Regions from separate parts of the Sus scrofa genome. Here all the other regions are linked to region 3. The links are chromatin contacts, called in public HiChIP or PLAC-seq maps. All regions are on one chromosome and are shown on one strand. The core of a region is the stretch at or near the end of the contact, and the rest is flanking DNA. Distances in the headings are between cores, read along the strand shown.

The links. HiChIP or PLAC-seq counts read pairs in DNA pulled down with a chosen protein or histone mark.
Region 1: an H3K27ac HiChIP or PLAC-seq map of skeletal muscle shows a contact between it and region 3, with 3 times the contacts expected there. The contact joins the promoter of GCAT here to the promoter of GTPBP1 in region 3. A contact is called at or near these places in 1 of 5 promoter capture datasets (liver) and 1 of 2 datasets of contacts at active chromatin or transcription factors (skeletal muscle).
Region 2: an H3K27ac HiChIP or PLAC-seq map of alveolar macrophages shows a contact between it and region 3. The contact joins the promoter of GGA1 here to the promoter of GTPBP1 in region 3. A contact is called at or near these places in 2 of 2 datasets of contacts at active chromatin or transcription factors (alveolar macrophages and skeletal muscle).
Region 4: an H3K27ac HiChIP or PLAC-seq map of alveolar macrophages shows a contact between it and region 3. The contact joins the promoter of MIEF1 here to the promoter of GTPBP1 in region 3. A contact is called at or near these places in 1 of 5 promoter capture datasets (liver), 1 of 47 Hi-C or Micro-C datasets (liver) and 1 of 2 datasets of contacts at active chromatin or transcription factors (alveolar macrophages).
Region 5: an H3K27ac HiChIP or PLAC-seq map of alveolar macrophages shows a contact between it and region 3. The contact joins the promoter of EIF3L here to the promoter of GTPBP1 in region 3. A contact is called at or near these places in 2 of 5 promoter capture datasets (fetal liver and liver), 1 of 47 Hi-C or Micro-C datasets (liver) and 2 of 2 datasets of contacts at active chromatin or transcription factors (alveolar macrophages and skeletal muscle).

Annotation. Positions count from the first base shown.
Region 1 is chr5:10,037,131-10,039,830 of Sscrofa11.1, forward strand. GCAT (2-amino-3-ketobutyrate coenzyme A ligase, mitochondrial) reads right to left here and starts at 1,349. Exons shown (of 9, transcript XM_013997525.2): 1 at 1,082-1,349. The coding sequence starts at 1,277. It overlaps LOC100510904 (histone H1.0), which reads right to left. Exons shown (of 1, transcript XM_003126037.4): 1 at 1,814-2,700.
Region 2 is chr5:10,212,419-10,215,118 of Sscrofa11.1, forward strand. It overlaps GGA1 (ADP-ribosylation factor-binding protein GGA1), which reads right to left and starts at 1,412. Exons shown (of 19, transcript XM_021091505.1): 1 at 977-1,412. The coding sequence starts at 1,019.
Region 3 is chr5:9,320,821-9,323,520 of Sscrofa11.1, forward strand. It overlaps GTPBP1 (GTP-binding protein 1), which reads right to left and starts at 1,372. Exons shown (of 12, transcript XM_021091480.1): 1 at 1-1,372. It overlaps JOSD1 (josephin-1), which reads left to right and starts at 1,112. Exons shown (of 5, transcript XM_013988199.2): 1 at 1,112-1,523; 2 at 1,854-2,674. The coding sequence starts at 2,490.
Region 4 is chr5:8,760,718-8,763,417 of Sscrofa11.1, forward strand. MIEF1 (mitochondrial dynamics protein MID51) reads right to left here and starts at 1,370. Exons shown (of 6, transcript XM_001929366.6): 1 at 1,179-1,370.
Region 5 is chr5:9,994,742-9,997,441 of Sscrofa11.1, forward strand. EIF3L (eukaryotic translation initiation factor 3 subunit L) reads right to left here and starts at 1,324. Exons shown (of 13, transcript NM_001244086.1): 1 at 1,220-1,324; 2 at 632-680. The coding sequence starts at 1,252.

The sequences.
Region 1 (2,700 bases), core at 99-2,598, 720 kb after region 3:
CTGGGCCCTGGTTTCCTCGTGGATGACAGGGGACAGCTGGGTCAGAGGCCCGCCTTGGTCCCCACGCTCCACACGGCTGGCTTTGCTGCCTAGTAGAGAAGCGCATCAGAACCTGACCCTTGAATTATAAAGCCCAAAGCGAGCACAGCTGACCAGAGGAGGCAAGGTTTACTCAGCCTGGGAGAGGCGAAAGCAGGAAAAGAGCCTCGCTCTCCTCATTCCCCATCTTTTGACCAGCTCCAAGCTTCTCTGAGGGCAAGGCAGGGCCTTCCAGGGACCTCTGTTTTATAAACGAGCACAACAGCACCAAGGAGTCCATGCCCATTTCCTGGGCAGATGGCAGGTTTGGGGGTCCGCTTGTCACCAGCACCTCCACCTGGTGGGGCCAGGCACAGACAAGCTGTGGGGTGTGAGACAGAAACAAGGGTGGCCTGGTGGGCCAATTCATGGTGTGACTTCTGCAGCAGCCCTGGAGCCCTTTGCTCACTGTGATTTTGGCCAGTTAGCTGACCTGCTAGTTCCATATGCCAAACCAAACCAAAGCCCAGCTCTGCCTGCAGCTGGCTGGGGCCTTTCCCGCCAGCCACTTCACATCTCTGAGGGTCAGCTTCTTCGTTTGTAAATGGGATTGGTCATCCCCACGTTTTGAAGTTTGCAGAAGTCCAAGTGCAGCAATTAATAGAAGCCTGAACAAAGCAGCGGCTCCAGAAACGCAGAAGTTCATGCTGCCGCCTTCTCACCACCCTCCCTTGAAGCGGAAGAGTGAGAGCCCGCTGGTATCTCTCTATTTTTTTTTCTCACATTCTCACAGCGCTTGATCTCGGGCCAGCCGTGCCCTCTGAATCAAAAAGGGGCTTAAGGGCAAATTACCTCCCTTCGCGTTAACCAGGTTAGAGCTAACCGCGGGAAGCCGAGAAGTCGACAAGTCGGCCTGACAGATGGGGAAGGGTACAGCAGCGACCTGTGCAGGTGCTCCTGCCCGCCCACGGCCTCCAGGACCTCCATTCCAGCCCAAGCCTCAGAACGGCCCTCGAACGCCTGGCCAGGTCTGACGATTCCCAGCAGGAGCGGGGTCCATTACCTCCCGAGACGCCGTCCACGTGTATGCGCGGCCCCTGACGGGACGTGATGACCCGCTCGCTTTTCCAGGTGCCAGCCTCGCGGATGCCTTCCAGCTCCTCCTCCAGAATGCCACGCAGCTGAGCCAGCGCTGACTGCGGGCGACAGCCGCGGGGGGCCCGGGAGAGGGCAGCGCAGAGGATGCGGCCGGCCCACATCGCGTCCACCTCGCCGGAGCGCGCCTGCCCGCTGCGGGCTGTACGCACGGAGACCCCCGCCTGATCACGTGGCGGGGGCTGGGCCCCGACAGCCAATCAGAGCGAGGGGCCCCCGCTACTGGGGCAGGGGAGGCGGACCCAGGGATGGGCGGGCGGGGCCTGGCGGGATCCGCAGTGGACGAAAGTGGATTGGTCTGTAAATTGAGACTGGAGCTGTCCTCAAAGGGGGAGGGGAAGTGACGGGGCGGAGGAACGCGCGTCCGGGCCTCCAGACCCCCACCCATCCCCTGCCTGCACACTTAGCACTCGGAAGGTTAAGGGGATGCCCTACGGGCGCGGGAGGCAGGCGCCGGGAAGCGGGCTGAAGCACATTCTGTACGCTCTAGCCCCAGGGTTGCCCCGGTTCTGTCGAGCTCTTGGAACCCTCCCCCATTCTCAGGTGCAAACGCCCCCGAGATTTCCCCCACTCCTTGCCCATCCGATTGCTACGCATTCTCCTCCAGGCTTGGAAGTGAAGAAAAACACACTGCACGGGCTTTTTCCTTTTTTTTTTTTTTCAATTTTATTTTAAAGTTTCAAAATTACAAAGACAGCAAATTCTTCCCGGCACAAATAACACTTGTTTAAAAAGTAAAAGGGGGTTGGGATGGTGGGGGGGGGAGGGGAAGGACGCACAATTGCGCGTTTTCCCATTTTATTACAAAAAAGGGAAAGACTGTACAGGTTTTTTCTCCCAGCTCCCGGGTGTGAAACGTTAAGTCCTAGCCCTAGATTGTATATATACATATACACACATACACACAGACCTAGCTCTGTAAAACTACTTAGCAATTCAAAGTCAACTGCAGTATGTCTCACTGTCCACTCCCCGCCCCCCTCCTCCCCCATCTACAACTACTCATAAAAGACTCAGAAGTAAAGAGGTCAGGAGGTTTTTAAGTGGCGGGTGGCAGGGCTGGAGCCCCGGCCGACCACCTGGCAAAGCCATCTCTTGTACAGGAGGAACCAAAAATCAGGCGAAAAGGAAAAAAGGTCCTCCTAGGATGCAATCCGATGGTGTGGAAAAAAACCAAGTTTTAACAGGGCACTCTGAGGCACTTGGCTGACCCACTCCCCACCCTTCCCCCAAAGCTTCCTCTGCTGTTTCACAGGAGACCTTCGGAAGCCACAGAGGTCTCCCAATAGCTAGTCTCCAGCTGATTCTGAGAAGCCACAATTTCTAGGACCAGCTGTCATTTTGACCTCCTCCCCTCACCTAGGACAATAGGGAGGCTACAGGGGCAAAGGAACAGAAGTGAGAAGGAAACTGGATGTGGATGCCCCACTGCTCACCACTGGGAGGTGCAAATCAGCCCAGACAGGGTTTTTTGTTTTTTTTTTTCCCCTGCTCCCTCCTTTGCCGTCCCACTGATGCCACCTCTCT
Region 2 (2,700 bases), core at 162-2,661, 890 kb after region 3:
GCTGAACTGAAGGTAGACCTGAGCAGAGGCTGCCCCGAGGTCCTGTGGCAGATGTGGGCCCAACAGGAAGAAAGACTTGAGAGGGAGCTGTCACCAGCCCGGGGAGAAGCAAGCCATGCTTTGAGGGGTTGTGAGAGCTGAAAAGCTTCTGTAGTGTGGGATAGGGAGGTCAGGTGGACCGTGTAGCGGCTGATACTCTGAAAGCCAGGTATTAGGAAGAGACACAGGAGGGGATGCAGAGGCATTTGGAGGAAGCCAGGAGAGGGCTGGGAAAGGAGTCTGGTGAGGGTGCAGAAGCCAAGGGGCTGGGTTGAGGGCAGGGATAGAGACCTTGAAATTACTTCTGGAGTCTGAGACCGGACTCAAACCTGTAGGGTTTAGGGGTTTCTCACTATGTGGCCAGAACTCGGGGGCTCTCATGGGTTAGTGGACCCTCCCTTCCTGGGTGGGGGAACGAGCAAATCTGAGCGGAGATGCAAGCTCAAGGAATGGATAGGAGCGAGTCACGCATGCAGCGTCAGAAAGCGGAGGATTCGGGGTTCCAGGGGAGCAGGATCCCTCCCTCTTGGGTCTGAGGTTCAGCCCCAGGGGCTGCTCGCTTGCTACCATCCCGGGCTCCTTGGAAAGACTAGGGCGTCCGTTCCGCGTTGAAGTCTGGGCCCGAGGGGGTTGGAGGCTGCTTTCTCCATCCCGGAGGTTCTGGGCACAGAGAGGGGCGCAGCTCACTCCTCCCTGGGGGTCGCTGCCCTCGGATCGGAAGGGTAGGCGGCGCCCGCTCGCGTCGCCAGTCCGCGCACCTGCTGGGGTCTCTATTCAACCCAGAGTCTGAGGTACCGGCTTGGGACACCGTCCCTCCCCGGGCCGGGGGCGGGGCGTGAGGAGGGGGCGCCCCGTACCCCGCCTCCGTCGGGAAGGGGCCCGCCTAGTGCCCCTGGTTCCGGTTCCGGTCCGGCCCGCGCCCCTCCCGGACACTCACTGATTCGCGCCTCCAGAGTCTCCGGCTCCATCGCGGGCTCCATCCGCCACGGGCCCCCAGCCTCGGCACCGCCCCCCGCCCCCCGCCGCTCTCGCGGGACCTCCTCGGCACCGCCCTCGGCCGATTAAAGGGGCAACGTCCGTCCCAACGCGCGAGAGCGGAGCGTGAGAGCATTCAGCACCATAGAGACGAGAACTACTCGCCTAGAGCGTCACTTGCTCGCCCAACCCCTCCCCTAAGCGGCGACTGCGGGGGGAGGAACGGGTTGCCGGCCTCCTCGTCCACAGCGCTCAGGCCGGAGAGGAAGCAGAAGGACTCGGGGCTGAGAGCTGCACCATGGAAACCCCGCGGGACGCTCTAATTCGTTTCGCGTCACGAAAACGCTTGTGACCGCTTCCGGCCGAACGTTCCACCGCCATCTTTTTGAGGGGCTCTTAGGTCACTTCCGGAATCCTGAGCGGGTATTTCCGCTTAGATGTAAACATGGCGGGGCCTTAAAAGGGCAACGACTTACTTGGGCCGTTAAAGTTTATTGAGTGTTTACAGTTGTCCAAGCATCGTTTTAAGCACTTTTTTTTTCCCCCTTGGCTGCGTCCAAAGCATGTGGAAATTCCCAGGCTAGGTATTGAACCTGCGCCACAGCAGTGACAACAGGGGATCCTTAGCCGGCTAAGCCACCAGGGAACTCCTTTGAGAACTTTTACACATTTTTCTATTTACTCCTCACAACAAACCAATGAACCGGATCGTTTGAGGTCACACAAGTGGCAAAGCCCGAACCCCGTGCTATCTCCTGCATTCATTCTGAGATCATTTCATGCACCCCGCAGTTTCCAGGCCCCGGGGCACGTCACGAGCTCACCTGGGTCCGTTTCCTTCTGTCGCCCCCTGGCGGCCTTCCGGGGAACTGACCCGTGGTGTGCTCGGGAGCCTCCCTGTCTCCTGGAGGGTTAAAGGGAATCTGGCGAATCCGGTTCTGCTCAGCCGTTGCCTTCGCAAGCGACCTCGATTCACCTTGCAGAACCGAGGTGACCTCATCAGGGAGTTTGAGAGGCATGTGCTTGGGTCAGTTTTTCCCCTAAACTCAACTATTCAGCAAACCGAGATGCTTTTCTCAACTCTCCCCCACAAACCATTAAAATTATACAGGAAAGTGATATGTATGTTTATTGCATTCCTCAATAAAAGCTGTAACATAATATGTACTTAGAGCTCTTTTCGTTTGTTTCTTTTATTACTGTGACATGAATTGTTACAGAAATAATACATTTACCGCACTGATTTAGGGGCACATGCAGTCTGTCCAGGGTCACGTTTTAAAGAGAGCAGAGATTTGACCAGGGTTCAAATTCTGACCTCGCTGCTTTCCAAACTGCCCTAGGACAAGTCACTTAGCCTCCTTGGATCTCAAGACTTCCCATCTGAATCATTCTTGTTAGAATTCAGTGAACCAGTGTTTGCTAAGTGAATCCCCCCAACACAGGCTCCCCACTCACTGTCTCGGCTGAACTTTTCTCCTTAGCACCTGTCTCCACTGATTACTTCTTTTCTTCATCGTGTCTTTTGTCTCTTGCCCCCACTGGAAGGTAAGCTCTGTGAGGACGAGGAATTTCATCTATTTGGTTCATCGATGTATCCTCAAGGCTTGAAAGAATAACTGGCACATAAGTGTTCAATCAACACGCATTGAGGTGTTTCCTGGCGGCTCAGTGGGTTAAGGATTC
Region 3 (2,700 bases), core at 122-2,621:
TTTGGACCAGGGCTCAGGACTCCCAACCTCGTGGTAGGCACTCAAGCCAAGGGTGTTAAGTGATAATTTCGTGCTGAGTAATGGTGTTAAAAAGAGGCCCAAAATTAAGCCCCACCAAGATTTAACACTTAAACCTAATTGCATTTTCAGCCTCTACCAGGAGTAGAAACTTAAACAATCAGTCTCTAATTTCCTGAACAACACTATTGGGGTAATCGGCCTGATAAGACCCCTTGCCTTTCTAAAAGGGAATATGACCTACCGCGATACAATCCACTTTCTTCTGTCTATTAAAAATCTCCTATTTCGTACTGCTTCTCGGATTGCCTTTCTATTTACTAGATAGGATGCTGCCTGATTTATAAATTGTTTAATAAAGCCAACTAGATTTTCAGTTGAATTTTGAAATCTAGCCAACTAGATTTTCAATTGTCTTTTAACAGTGTTGAGTCGTGTTGAAGTAGGGTTAAAGAAATGACTGAATTGTTAAGTGTGACCTTTTCTTTTATTGTTTTTCCAACTTCCTGAACAAAAATCCAAAAGGAGAGCAACTACAGTGGATGATGAATATTCGCCGATGCCTTCCACATGTCTTTGGGTTAAAAAAAAAAAAAAAAAAAATCCATGCAGGACTGAGTTCATCTTCCTGACACACACAATGCACTTAGGCCCTGAGAAAAGAGGAAAGCTCTATGGCCGCCACGGTGAGACCAGAGCAGAAGGTGAGAGGACAGTGGTCAGTGAGTAAGACGCCGAAATATGACACCAAGGAGCTGAAACGACTCTCTAGTCCACTAGAAACGTGACTCCCGAAGAGGCACTTACCCAGAGAGCTCCTGGAAAGTGAAGGCGGTCGGGCCCACTAAACCAAGAGAATTTGCGCCCGACCGCGTCAACAAGGTACTTTGAAATCACCTGGGGGAACGACGTGCTAGACAAGCATAAAACGGTCAGTGCAGGAGCAGCTAGCCCAGGTTCACGAAAGCACTGGGCCCAAGAAGCCTAGTCAGGGAGAGGGGAGGGGTGAGGAGAACCTTGACGTGCAGCCGCTGGCCCGGTCACCGCCCCGGAACGGAGCCGACGCCCGAGGGAGAGAAGGGGAGGGAAAAGGAGGCGAGGGGCGGGACAGACATCGGGGCGGGACTCCCGCCGGCCGCACGGCCTGCCCAGTCCCGGAAGGAACAGAGCCAAGGAACCGGGCATCAGCCCTACCTGCAGCGAGCCGACGTCGCTGCCCCTGCCGCTGCCACAACCGCTGCTGGGCTCCCAATCTCGCACCCCTAGGGTGGCCAACGCTGCCCGCTCCCACCAAACACCTGGCGGCCACAGCTCCAAAGCCCGCGCCGCTGACGTCAGGCTGACGTCAGACGTGACGCTGCGGCGGGGCGGGAGCAGGGACGGCGAAGGAGGGCGTTTCCGGAGCACGCGCCGGGCGGGGGCCGCTGACGTCGGGCTCAGGTGCGCGCGCCCGCCCGCACGCGGCCCAGGTGGTGGCCCGCAGCTCCAGGTGGCGGCCTGCAGCGGTGAGGGGGGCAACCGGCAGTGCGTTCTCAAGCTGTCCGGGTGGCGCGGGGGACCGGGCTAGGGCCGGGGCTAGGGGACCGGTGGGAAGGCGCCTCGGCTTGCACTCACGTGATGGGCGGGGAGGTTGGGGTGGGGGCGGCGAGCTGGGTGGGCCCGGGCCCCCAGGGCGAGGCGTATTGTCTGGCCCCACCCCTCGCGGGCCTGCCAGTCGCTGCGCAGGACCTTCCCTAGGGCTGGGACCAGACTCGCCGCGCCGCTTACCCGCGCCACCCGGTCCCCCGCGGCGGCCGGCCGGACTGCCGGAGCTGACAGGAGTTGTCTCCTCGTAGGGCTGCGCCGAGAGGGCGAGAATCCGCACTTGCCGGGGGAGCTGCGCCCGCCTCGGCCCCTTGGGGCCCCACCGCGCCCGAGGGGATGGAGAACCTCCCCCGAGACCCCAGCACGGCCCGCGATCCCACTCTGGCCGGCCCTCGCTAGCTGCTCGAAATCTGCGTTTTATCCACCACCTAGGCCTTGTCTCCTGAGTCAGTGGCGTTGTGGTTCGAAAGAAATGGAAGAAAAGGAGCGATGTGACCGATTCCGTTCGGTCCTCCTGCCTTGAGGCCTGGTTGGCATTTGCAGAAAGGAAAATACAGCAAGAAAATTGTAGGGTTTTTGGAGGGGGTGGAAGAGGAAGGTAGAAGAGGGGAAACAAGGACTTAGGTTTTATATGAATTTCTAAAACTTCTGCACTTTGACAGCGGTGGCGAAATACACTAAACCTTACCTTTCTATTGAGAAGAGAGAGAGGGAAATTATTTTTCCTTTTGATTCCAACCTTTTCTCTCCGTGACAAGGCATAAATCATGGACACCAGAAACTAAGGTGGACCTCAGGAATTCTGAAAAGACTGAGAAGCTTATATTCCTCCTCAGGAGGGAAGGGTAGGGTGTTTTTAGCCCTCTCTGGAACTTAAAACAAAAAACATGAGTTGCGTGCCATGGAAAGGAGACAAGGCCAAATCTGAATCATTGGAGCTGCCCCAGGCAGCACCCCCACAAATCTACCATGAGAAACAGCGCAGGGAGCTTTGTGCTCTGCATGCCCTCAATAACGTCTTCCAGGACAGCAATGCCTTCACCCGGGAAACGCTGCAAGAGATTTTCCAGAGGTAGGGGACCCTTTCTTTCTGGCATC
Region 4 (2,700 bases), core at 120-2,619, 560 kb before region 3:
TATTTTCCACATGGCCGGTAAGAGGATGAAATGAGTGAATGTATGTGAATGTGGTTAGAACAGCATTTGGCATCTACTAAGCAGTCTATCAGGGACAGCTATTATTAGGGTTACCTACTCTCATCTGTATTCAATGGAGCTACACATAAACTGTCACAGTCAGTCCTTACACAACAGCAGGGGGTTATCATTTGTAAAGTGCTTTGTCATCCCTTATCACATGTAAGTTGAGGAACTTACAAACTGGTCCGGGTTCACGTCAAGCTTTAACACTTACTGTTTACTAGATATCATGCGAGGGCTAAGCAGGTCCCACGTGACAACTCATCCCGTTCTAACACACCACCAGTGTCATCGGTATCCCCATTTTAAGTAGAGAAAACTGATGCTCCCAGAGGGAAGTAACTTGCCCACAGGCACACAGCTGTAAAGAGGGGGTGCACGCGTGTCCCCAATTCTGCCTGCCTCTGTAATGACAGCTACTACCATTGGCTAGGAGCTTACCAAGTGCACAGCACTTCTAGGTGTTCTACAAACTTTCCCAGCACAGGGCCTGGCACATACTAAAGAGGGAACCCTCAAAACGTCCTTCTGTGGAAAAAAATGATGATGACCCTTGTTTCTGAAATACAGAAACGAGAAGGAGTGGGGGAAACATTTGGTAAAAACGTCTGGACTTTGGGCCCCAAACCAGCTAGCCATCAGCCTCCGGCCTAGTGCTAGCAGCCATCCCCGTCCCTTTTTCCTCAACTGCAGAAGAGCACCCCTCAGCCCCCCTTAAGGGTCTCCCGCAGCAGGAGATAAGTCCAGAAATCAACAGGAAAAGTGCTTTATGAAGTAGGAAGCGACTGTCACGCCAGAGCTGTTACTACAAGGTCGAGCGGCGAGTGGGCGGCTGGGCCCCGGCGGGTCCCCAGTTTCTTCCCCGACCCCGCCTTCGCACCGAGCCGAAGAGGGAAGACCCCGAGGCTGGGGCAGGCCGGCTCAGGCCCCCCCGGGAGGGCTCCGGAGGCTGGGGCGGGGCCAACGAGAGGCCTCAGGGGGAAAGCCCGGCAGGCTAGGGCCAGACCCCCGGCGGCCAGGTCGGTAGCCAGGGCCGGATAGGGAGCACCGGCCGCGGCCCTGAGAGGAAAGGCGGCGAGCCCCCAGCCCTGGCCCTCACTCCTCCCCTCACTTACCTGCGGGCCGCGCGCGCGCTACCACTCCTCGAGTCTCGCCTCTCGCCCGGTACCTCTCCTGGGGTCACCCGCCAACATGGCCCCTTCACTTCCGGGACACGACCTTGCGCACGGAGCTGAGGGGAGGGATCGAAGAGAGCCTGGAGGCAGGGGGAGGCGGGAGGACTTCCGGTTTCCCCCGCCTAGGCCTCTCTCGGGGCGGGGCCAGAGCCACGTCGGGCCACGCCCCCTAGCTCGGCTCCGCCCACAAGCTTGAGTCCCGCCTCCGTACGTGACAACACAGAGGGTCCGGCCTGCTGAGGGCCTCGCCTACGCGGCGGTCCCAGGCGTCGTCGTCCCGCGGAACAGAGCCAGGGAAAGCTGGGGGAGGCAGCTGGGCGGGGTAGTCACCCACCCTGCTGCCAGCACCGTGGTCTGTCCGGGGGGTCTGGCCAGGCCCCAGCACTGTCTGCCCATCTCGAGCTGGAACCATGAGGGCTCCTGGGGGACTTTTAACACTAACAGTATTCCCTATCGTGGCTTTCACAGCTCTTCCATTTTCTCAGATTGCCTTCTTTTCAACCCTCCATGCCGTTCCCGCTCCCCTGGCAAAGACCTACCTTTCAAGGACCACCTCAACTGTCCCCTGTTGAAGTCTTTTCCCGCCCCCTTTCTCATCCAACATTAATGTCTCCTTTGGGCTCCACGGAAATGTCTGCTGACCACCTAGGGCTTCACTCCTTAAGTTAACAAAACGTGTTATTGGCGCCTGTTATTTGCTAGGCACTGTTTTTTTAGTTTCTGTCTCACCAGATTTAAGGGCAGGAGCCATGTCCTTACGGAATCCCTAAACCCCCTTCCCCCCAGAGCCTAGTTCAGTGTCCGGCTGAGGAAGGATAGTCTAGGAGGGGAGGGGAACAGGCAGGCTTTGGAATCAAGCCCAGACAGCTCCAGTTCCAGTCCCAGTTCCACCACTTAAGGACAGCTGCCTGCCCTCTGGCAAGTTTCCTAACCCCTCCCAGCTTTTGTGTGGATTAAAAGGCATCTGGCAGGACAATTGCCCACCCTTCCATTCATTCTTGCATAAATCCTTGTTTTGCAAGCACTGCCACTGGCACTGCAGAGAATACATCAAGTCCTCAGATTCTGGTGGAGGCTGATGTCAGAGGAGGTGATAAGAACCGGGAGAAACTTGAGAAACTTACTGGATGAGAGGATGAAGGGAAAGGAGTTGCCTTTTTATGTGGAGTGTTGCCAGAAGGCCTGTCTGATAAGGGAACCTGGAGTAGGACCTGAGGGAGGAGCATTCCAGGTGTTGGCCCTCAGGTGGGCCCTTAGGCTCAGCTGTCCTAGGAGCAGAAGAGAGGGGACCAGTGCCAGGGGAGTAGAGTGAGTGAGCAAGAACTGGGGAAGACGCAGGACTGCAGGTCCTTTTCGGGGCAGGGGAGGGGAGACTATGCTGAGGCTGGAGCCACCAGAAGATTTGGAGCTAAGGAGGAACACGACCTGACCATTTGTTTATGGTGAAAAAATTATATTTCAA
Region 5 (2,700 bases), core at 74-2,573, 670 kb after region 3:
AAATTTCTCTGTGCTGTTTTTTCACCTAGAAAATGGAAACATTAATTTATGTATTTATAGAACTGCTGTAAGGACTAAATGAAATACTTCACACAAAGTATCCAGGACAACACACGGCACGTACAAAGGGCTAAGTCAAACCAAGTCATCGTAACAACCCAGGAAACCTCAAAAACCTTCCAAAAAGGTTTCATCTGGACTTGGTTTGAATCACTTTTAACTTTTCACAAGATGTCTTCTTCTGGAATTTCCCTGCGGTGCAGTGGATTAAGGATCTGATGTTGTCACTGCAGTAGCTCAGGTCGATGCTGTGGTGAGGGTTCAGTTTCTGGCCCAGTAATCCCCACGTGCCACAGGGGCAGCCCCCCCCCCAAAAGGCTTTTTTCTTCAGCTAATAGTTTAAACAGCTGAGACAGTAATCCTTCCCTTCTGAGACTTTGAGATGGACCATGAAAAAGGCCTGGTTTAATAGGCTATATACCACCCTCCCTTTGAGAGTTAGTAACTTGACTCCAAACCTGGACTATCAAGACGTAGTCTTAAACAGGTGCCCGGCAAAGCTGTTCTGAGACATTCAAAAGGGTGCCAATCCCTAGAAGTACCCAGCTAGCCAGACAAACTGTAGACTCACCTGTGTGCATATCATAGTCGCCCGGGTAAGCATAGGGATCATAAGCAGTCTGTTAACGAAAGAGACAAACAAGACCGTCACCAATTCGTGAATCCAAAATGCTCCTCCTGGGTTCTAAGGATACAAAGGGGGTAAGACGCAGTCCCTGCCTTGGAGGAACTCACATCCCTATGAGAAAAGGGAGAATAAACAGACAACGACAATACCGCGTTGCAGCTGCAATGAGATACAGCAAAGCACAGAAGCTGTGGGAATCGACGAGGTTTGGCAGGACTAAGGCCAGGGCCTAAGAAATCAGAGTTCAATTACAGAAACACAGAACCCTATGACCAGCCTCCGTTCTTGGGCTTCGGAAAGAAAAGGAAAAGAAAACGAGACACGCGAGGTGGGCGGGCTGAGACCAGGCTGATGAGGAGCCGGGAGGGTAGGGTGGCAGCAGTGAGAGCAGTGCTGGCAGAGAGGCCGGCTGGGGCTGGTCGCGGCCCACGGGGGCTCCTAGAGACCCAGACACTGTCCCCCCGCGGGGCCCAACACCCAAAGAGCCCTGTCCATGTTGCGGCGCCCAGAACACGCCTAGGGGCAGCTTACCTCCGACTCATAATCATCAGCGGGATAAGACATGGCTGCGGCGCTCCGAGGCCCAGGAGGAAAGAGCGGAAAAAGCGCACCTCGCCTGCGTCTGGACGCCGGAAGTCCAGCCCATCTCGAGTTGGCTGGGAAACCAGAAGCTCTTCCGGGGCCTTCGGCAACCTGAGGCAGCCATGCTGGGAAGGGCGAATGAGATTAAACACATTATTCCTCTATCTTCAAATAGAGACTCTACAAAGAAGATGACTCAATAGTACTTGAAAACATTCAGAAATAAGGACATGAAATATTTCAGCGTAATAAAGGTTGGGCAAAGTAAGAGAAGCTACAAAATGATGCCACACAAAAGATGGCTGACAGCTCCCGCGGGCGGACCTCTCGCGTGAAGGGAAATTCCGACATGGGGTGGGGGGGGGCTGAATGTGGATTTAGGTGTTAAGCGAGTTGCCTGTAGCGAAAAATGTCTTCAAACGTTTCGACCTCAACAATATAAAGTTACTGGATGTAAAAGTTGAGACTTGGGCGTTGAGAGGGCGTTGAGAAAAGGCGCTTCCCAACTTTGGACATTAAGGTTGCAACAGGCAAAGGTGAAGCCAGCTGCGGTGTGAGGCCGTTGTCGTGGGACCTACCCACGCTTACAGCATGAACTCTCACGCTGTGGGTGGAGTTGGACTCCTGGGGATGACCTAGAGTTAGGGACCGGGTTGTAAAACAAAGCGATACAAGCCAATATGTGGGTCCAGAGCCTTAGGTTAGCCATTTAGAATGGCAATGCCTGGCCCCAGCTTCTCATGTCGCATTTTTGCTTTGAGTTTACTCCTTTGTCTGTAAACCGAGCGGTGATACCATCGTAGGACTAAGCTAAAAGGCTCATGGAGTCCCCGGGACTCTTCGTTGGCTCAAGGAGAGTGCTAATATAGTTACAGGGTTTTTGTGAAATTTGCAAAAGTAATATTTCTACTGCAATTCCTTAGAACCGTTTTCTATTTCAATTTCTCCTGTCACACTTAACCCCTGTGTCTAGTGGCGTTTGGGATTTCAGAGACATTCCTACTGGGAACATTTGAGTTTAGTAAGATATGCTTATGTGATACTCTTCTGGGAATAGTTACTGCCTTCAGTGTATAAGATACAGCTACCACGGGCTGTGGATCAATGGGTGTCTTCAATGAAATATGTATTTAAGGTTAATCAGGGCACTAGAAAGGTTGAAATTAACTGAAAACTTACAGTTAATATAGGAAAAAAGTTTGATACTGGTTGCCCTCAACTTTGACAACTCTCAAAATGTTCATGGCATTACTAAAAAAAGAATTGTGAAGTCAGGAGGAATTTTTCCAAATTATCAATAATAAAATTTTGTGGGAATATAAATTGGTGCAACCACTGTGGAAAACAGTATGAAGATTCCTCAGAAAGCTAAATATAGAATTACCATTTGATCCAGCAATCCACTCCTGGGCATCTATCCAGAGAAAACC